Linked DNA regions of Triticum aestivum: region 1 is linked to region 2. A link is a contact called in public Hi-C data. All regions are on one chromosome and are shown on one strand. The core of a region is the stretch at or near the end of the contact, and the rest is flanking DNA. Distances in the headings are between cores, read along the strand shown.

The links. Hi-C and Micro-C count contacts between places; a contact is called where the count stands out from the background.
Region 1: a contact with region 2 is called in a Hi-C map of leaf, with 3 times the contacts expected there. The contact joins the promoter of LOC123078936 here to the promoter of LOC123078931 in region 2. A contact is called at or near these places in 2 of 5 Hi-C or Micro-C datasets (leaf and an unstated tissue).

What each region holds. Positions count from the first base shown.
Region 1 is chr3D:365,123,233-365,126,102 of IWGSC CS RefSeq v2.1, reverse strand. It overlaps LOC123078936, which reads right to left and starts at 1,491. Exons shown (of 3, transcript XM_044501586.1): 1 at 1,047-1,491; 2 at 424-646; 3 at 1-221. The coding sequence starts at 1,275. The coding sequence ends at 8.
Region 2 is chr3D:364,927,951-364,930,650 of IWGSC CS RefSeq v2.1, reverse strand. It overlaps LOC123078931 (LEAF RUST 10 DISEASE-RESISTANCE LOCUS RECEPTOR-LIKE PROTEIN KINASE-like 2.1), which reads left to right and starts at 1,399. Exons shown (of 3, transcript XM_044501583.1): 1 at 1,399-2,210. The coding sequence starts at 1,451.

The DNA of each region.
Region 1 (2,870 bases), core at 242-2,741, 200 kb before region 2:
ATTGCTATCATATTTTTATCATAGTCATGATGCTTTCTGAAGCAACCAAGCTAGGTGCATGAGTAACAGAGAGAATCAGTACCTCAGAGAATATTAGTACTTCGGAGCCATGAGCCTTTAGCTTGGGAAGACATTTATCTAGCAGATGTCTTCGCTTGTGCTCTACAAATAAGTGATCGAGGTCTTGACTGTTTTGTACAAAGAACACAAAGTCCTGGTAACTGATTTGCAATAATGTAGCATGACGTTCAGCTTGTTTGGGCAAGTGATGTTCAGTTTGTTCGATTTGATCTTACCAAAAGGATCAACGTAATTCAAGAAATGGGAACTCAATCAAGAATACATTGGTGCCTATCAATACCCCCCAATTGGATTTTGCCTTAAATCAGTGCAGGGGTGGCAGGGGAGCACATGTGTGTGTACCTGCGCGTGGTCGTGATGATCGGTTCGGACGAAGTAGTGTCCTCGCCGGCGTTGCGGAGGAGGTCCTGGGTGGAGGAGCCGTGTTCCGTGGATAGCACACGCTCGGCTGTCAGGGCAGCACACGGCCGGACCAGCTTGGGACAATCCAGGGAGACGGGGAGCGGCTGCACGACGGAAAAAATTGGGAGGCCAGCAACACATTGGAAATCCATCAAGAGTTGGCCTGCAGTGTTGGAGCATATAGTCGATGTGCAGATTCAACTTCTAAAACAAAATCATTTAAAAATTGAATCGTTTACACATTATGAACATTCAGAAGCAGACAAACGTATCATGCGTCTATTCACTGTTGCTAAAATTGTATCTAACCATTAGATGAGTAAGTCACCAGAGAAGCTGTTATGTATATTGAACATGTACTCTAACACTGATGGGTGCTGCCCACACGCCAAAGAAAAATCTTCAACAAAATTAATCAGGCGAGAGCATGCCTATGCCACTGAATTCTCAGGTGACCTGGAGGTTGCTGTTGGCCACAGGCTGAACTTATGAAGAGCGTCTCTAGCAATTAACAACGACATGGCATACTTTTTTTGCGGGGAGGAGAGGAATCCGGACAAAACCTGATCCGATGACTGGAGCCGCCGTCGGACCAGCAGCAAGTAGCCGCGTAGTCCCTATTCTCCCTTCTCTTCTCTCCATCTCACCTCGTCTCCCTCCCTCGTATCTTCTTCCCAGAAGACCGAGTCGCCATGCCATGGGGCGCCGCTGCCGCTGGCCTCCACTACGAACGACCGGGATGCATCCCCACCTCCGCCACTTCCCCGCCTCCCGGAACTCTGCCGTCGTCATCCTGCTACCGATCGGATCGGGGATCAGGAGCGCCGCCGCGGCCGGCCTCCACTATGAACCGCCGGGATAGATCCCGACCTCCGCCACTTCCCCGTCGTTCCCCGCCTCCCGGAGCTCTGCCGCCGTCGTCCTGCTCCCGATCGGATCGGGGATCGGGAGCGCCGCCGCACGATCTACAGCCCAGAAACCGATTTGTATTCATTGACCGAGGACTGCGGGTTGAATCCCTGAAACCACAGGGTTTTATTTGTAAAATTTCTGAACGAAACGTTTTTCTCACTTAAGAAAGGACTGCGGGTTGAATTCTTAACAATAGGGGGACTTTTATGCAAAAAGAACGACGACGTACGGCCAGAAGCAATACCTGGTTTAAAATATATAATATATAATATATATATAGGGAAAGATATGGGCTAATGAATAATCAACTGCGGCCAGCCGGGCATTAGCGTATACTAGTTGACTGCCCGGGCGTTGCCACGGGACACCATACCCTACCAACAAGACAAATGTTACTTCTTCTTCACCCTGTTTTATCTCAAACCAATCCTTTGCTCTAGCTTTAGTGTCGTCACTCTACTTCACTCTAGAAAACTCCAATATGACATGATATGTTAGCGTTTACGATGTGTGTCATTTTCTTTTTGTACGGATTGCTAATGCTCATGTGTTGTTGTTTGTTTATGTGAAAGTTCATATTTTCGATTAACCAGGCCATTCAAACGAAAGGTTCATGTATTTTCCAAACCTGAATTTATTGTGGTAACTCACTCATCAAAGGGAGTGAAGCAAAAGAATACTGAGTTGGGAAGATGAAAACTAAAAGATGGACAAAGTCGTTCTAAAATCTGATAATATAAGAACTGAACATAATTTGGTCGATATATGCTCGCCCACTAAAAATATAAACCAAGTGCATATTAGTTGCTAGATTGTTTATATACAACCTAGAGTGAAGTTTTCTGGCCCTGTATTGCGAAATGCCTTTCCCTTCAGAATTTAAATTCGTTCACAAAGTTCTATGTCTTGCTCCCACTCAACTCCCTTCCTAGCAATCACCATGTCCATTTCCCCACACCTAAGTGCCACCTGAAATACAAGAAGATAAAGTATGATGACGATCTTTCTCATGCTTGGCTACTTCTCTGTCTCATCCTCATCTGTGCGCTTGCAATAGCTTCCTTTTTATGTATGCATTTCTTCCTAGTCCAGTGAATAGTTGCGAGCTCTTGTTGTTTCCTACAAGAATTGCTTACATGTGAAGGGCACGCCTTAAATCAAGGAGGACATGTGACAATCGCAACATCCCTGCAACCCACACTCATTATGTGGATAATTGTGCAATTGAATTTGTTCTGGGCTTCACATCGACCAATGTCTCGGCAGGGGTGAAGGGAATGGGAAAAGTTTAATGTAAACGAAACACAACTCAGAATGAAAAAGCAACAAACACCCCATGAATCTAGCTTTGAATTCACCTTATTAGCGCTATCACTTTGTCATTTCTGTTTATAGGGCTCAAGAAGTTTTAAGACCAGGGATACTCTGCTCCAGAACATCTCAAGTATATGTATATACAAGAACTACATCATGCT
Region 2 (2,700 bases), core at 150-2,649:
AATCAAAAAACCCATTTTGGTCTTAGTGTGGATAGAGGATATACTTAATAATAAAGGGACTATTGCTTCTCGGAGTACGTCATGGAAATTGTCTCCAAAATTGCAAAATATTACCCACCAATACTACCTATAAGTGATAAAAAAATTCACACATGTGATTCCCCAGCCTGGGCTGGCCCATTTAATAGGGACCTCTTATACTCTGCTCTGCGCGCTGGGAGAAGACGCAGCGCGCCTGTTTGGGCCGACTCATGTATGAGCGGCCTACTTTTCAAATTTTGTTTTTTACTTTTTATTTTTTCTTTTCTATTTTTTTCAACTTTAAATAATTTGTGACTTTAAAAAAATTCGAAAAATTAAAAAAATAGATTTTTTTAAATAAAATATATATTAAATCATAAAATGTTTGTGAATTCAAAAATTATTCGTGATTTTGTAAAAAATGTTTGTTTATTTAGAAAATGTTTGAAATTTTAAAACAAACGTTCGGGAAATCAAAAAAGTTCATGATTTTTAAAAAGTTCTTGTATTAGAAAATGTTAATGAAATTGAACAAAATTTTGCCAATTCAAAAAATATGCTAAAAATTCAAAAATGTTCGCCGATTCAAAAATGATCTTGCATTTCAAAAAAAAATTTGAAATAATAAATGTTCGTGAATTTCAAAAGTTGTTTAACCAACTTCCAAATAATTGTTCGTCGATTCTAAAAATGTTCGCCGATTCAAGAAAATTGTTTAATAAAATGTTCACAATTTTTAAAAAATATTTGCAAATAGTATAAAATATTCATGTATTAAAAAAATGTTATCTATTTTAGAAAATATTTGAAAATTTGTAAAATGGTCACAAATTTAAAAAATGTTTATGATTTCACGAAATTAAGAGTGGTAGTGTACCCCGATGATGCAACAAAATATGGTCATGGTTATTGAAAATTATGATTATTTTTTCTCCCAGTGCAGCGTCCTTTTGCTTCTTCTTTTTTGAGAATCTCACAAAGCTTTATTACTGCATCACAATGTTGACAGGGACAAATACAAGATCTCCGGGCTGACCTAACCAAACATGACGGCCAAACCCTAAGGATAAAGCGCCCTTTTGCTAGTAAAGCTAAAATTAGCAAGGTGTCCGAACAGTGATAACTAACAACACGCCTTTATCACCCTGTACTGTAAAATGCACTCCGGCCCACAACCATCCCCATCACCGGCGCGCGGTGCGCCCCCGTCGTCGTCCGCAATGAATAACGGGTGATGCAAGGTTGGATGATCGTGCAACCGCGAGCTGCCGCGTGCTCCGTGGAGGATCGAAATTTCCACATCCAGTCGACGCACCTGTCGCCCCCAGCCTAACACCCTCACTTGACTCTCACGCGCTACGATCGCGCCAGCTTAGTCGGCGCGACTCCTCCCAACCCCCACCCGCCCTCTCTCATCCACACCGCCGCGATGCCTCCCCTGCTCCTCCTCCTCGCCGTCCTACTCCTCTTCGCCGCGGCCAACGGGTACCCACCCACCTGCGGCAACGCCACCTGCGGCGGCCTGACCATCGCCTACCCGTTCTGGCTCAACTCGTCCTCGGCCGCCAGCTGCGGCTACCGCGGCCTCGGCCTTGCCTGCGAGGACAACACCACCCTGATCCTCCCCGCCCAGTCCCACCACCGGTACATAGTCTCGGGCATCGACTATGACACGCACTCGGTCTTCCTCGTCGACGACGTCGAGGCCGAAGCCCTCAACGCAACCAGCTGCCCGCACCTCCACTTCAACTTCACCATCGACGCCGGCTCGGCGCTGCAGCTCACGCACTCGGACTCCAACATCACCTTCTTCTACAACTGCAACAAGAACGCCTCATGGCCCTCCGCCGCGGAATTGACCGGCTGTTCAGATTACAACAAGAGTTCGTACGTGTCAACCGGCGATGATGGTTACACGGGCGAGGCGTACGAGTACGGGTGCGAGGCGGCGGTGGTGGCGCCGGTGCTGGACGCTCATAAGAAGGCCATGATGGAGGCGCCTCCTGCGTCAAGGTACGTTGAGGTGCTGAAGGGCGGGTTCGAGCTGAACTACAGCCCGCACTCAGAGCAGTGCGGCGCATGCGAGCGCTCCGGCGGGTGGTGCGGCTACCGGCACAATCAGACGCACGGCGGGGTGGGGTTCGTCTGCTACTGCGATGGCGGGCCCACAACGGATCAGTGCGGTAGCGGTACGTATGACTTTTCTATCGCTCACTTGTCATTACTTTTGTTTGAACGAGTCCCTGTTGTGGACTTGCGCCACACATCTTGTGGCACTTATTACGGAGACGTACCAGTCTTCCTGCTGATTGATGCACTTATGGAGGGTACACGGCCACATTCGCCAGAACCAAACGCCTGCAGGATCTCAGAGCTAAAACAGTCAGGTTTGTGTACGTGTAGCTTTGTTCAGCGCCCTTTCTGTGCAGCGCCTTGCCTTTTACGTATTACTCCCTCCGTCTCATAATGTACGCTTTTTGACTCTCGTGTAGTGTCAAAAAACGTCTTATATTATGAGACATTATGAGACAGAGGAAGTACTGTACCTGCAACTGATCCCCGGAGGTTTTGATGGCCAACCCCTCACCCGAACCCCATGAAGTTAGAGTAACTCCAACGGGCCGACCCAAACGGACGGCGGTTTCGTCCGCTTTTTGTCCGTTTGGGTCGGCCGCCCGC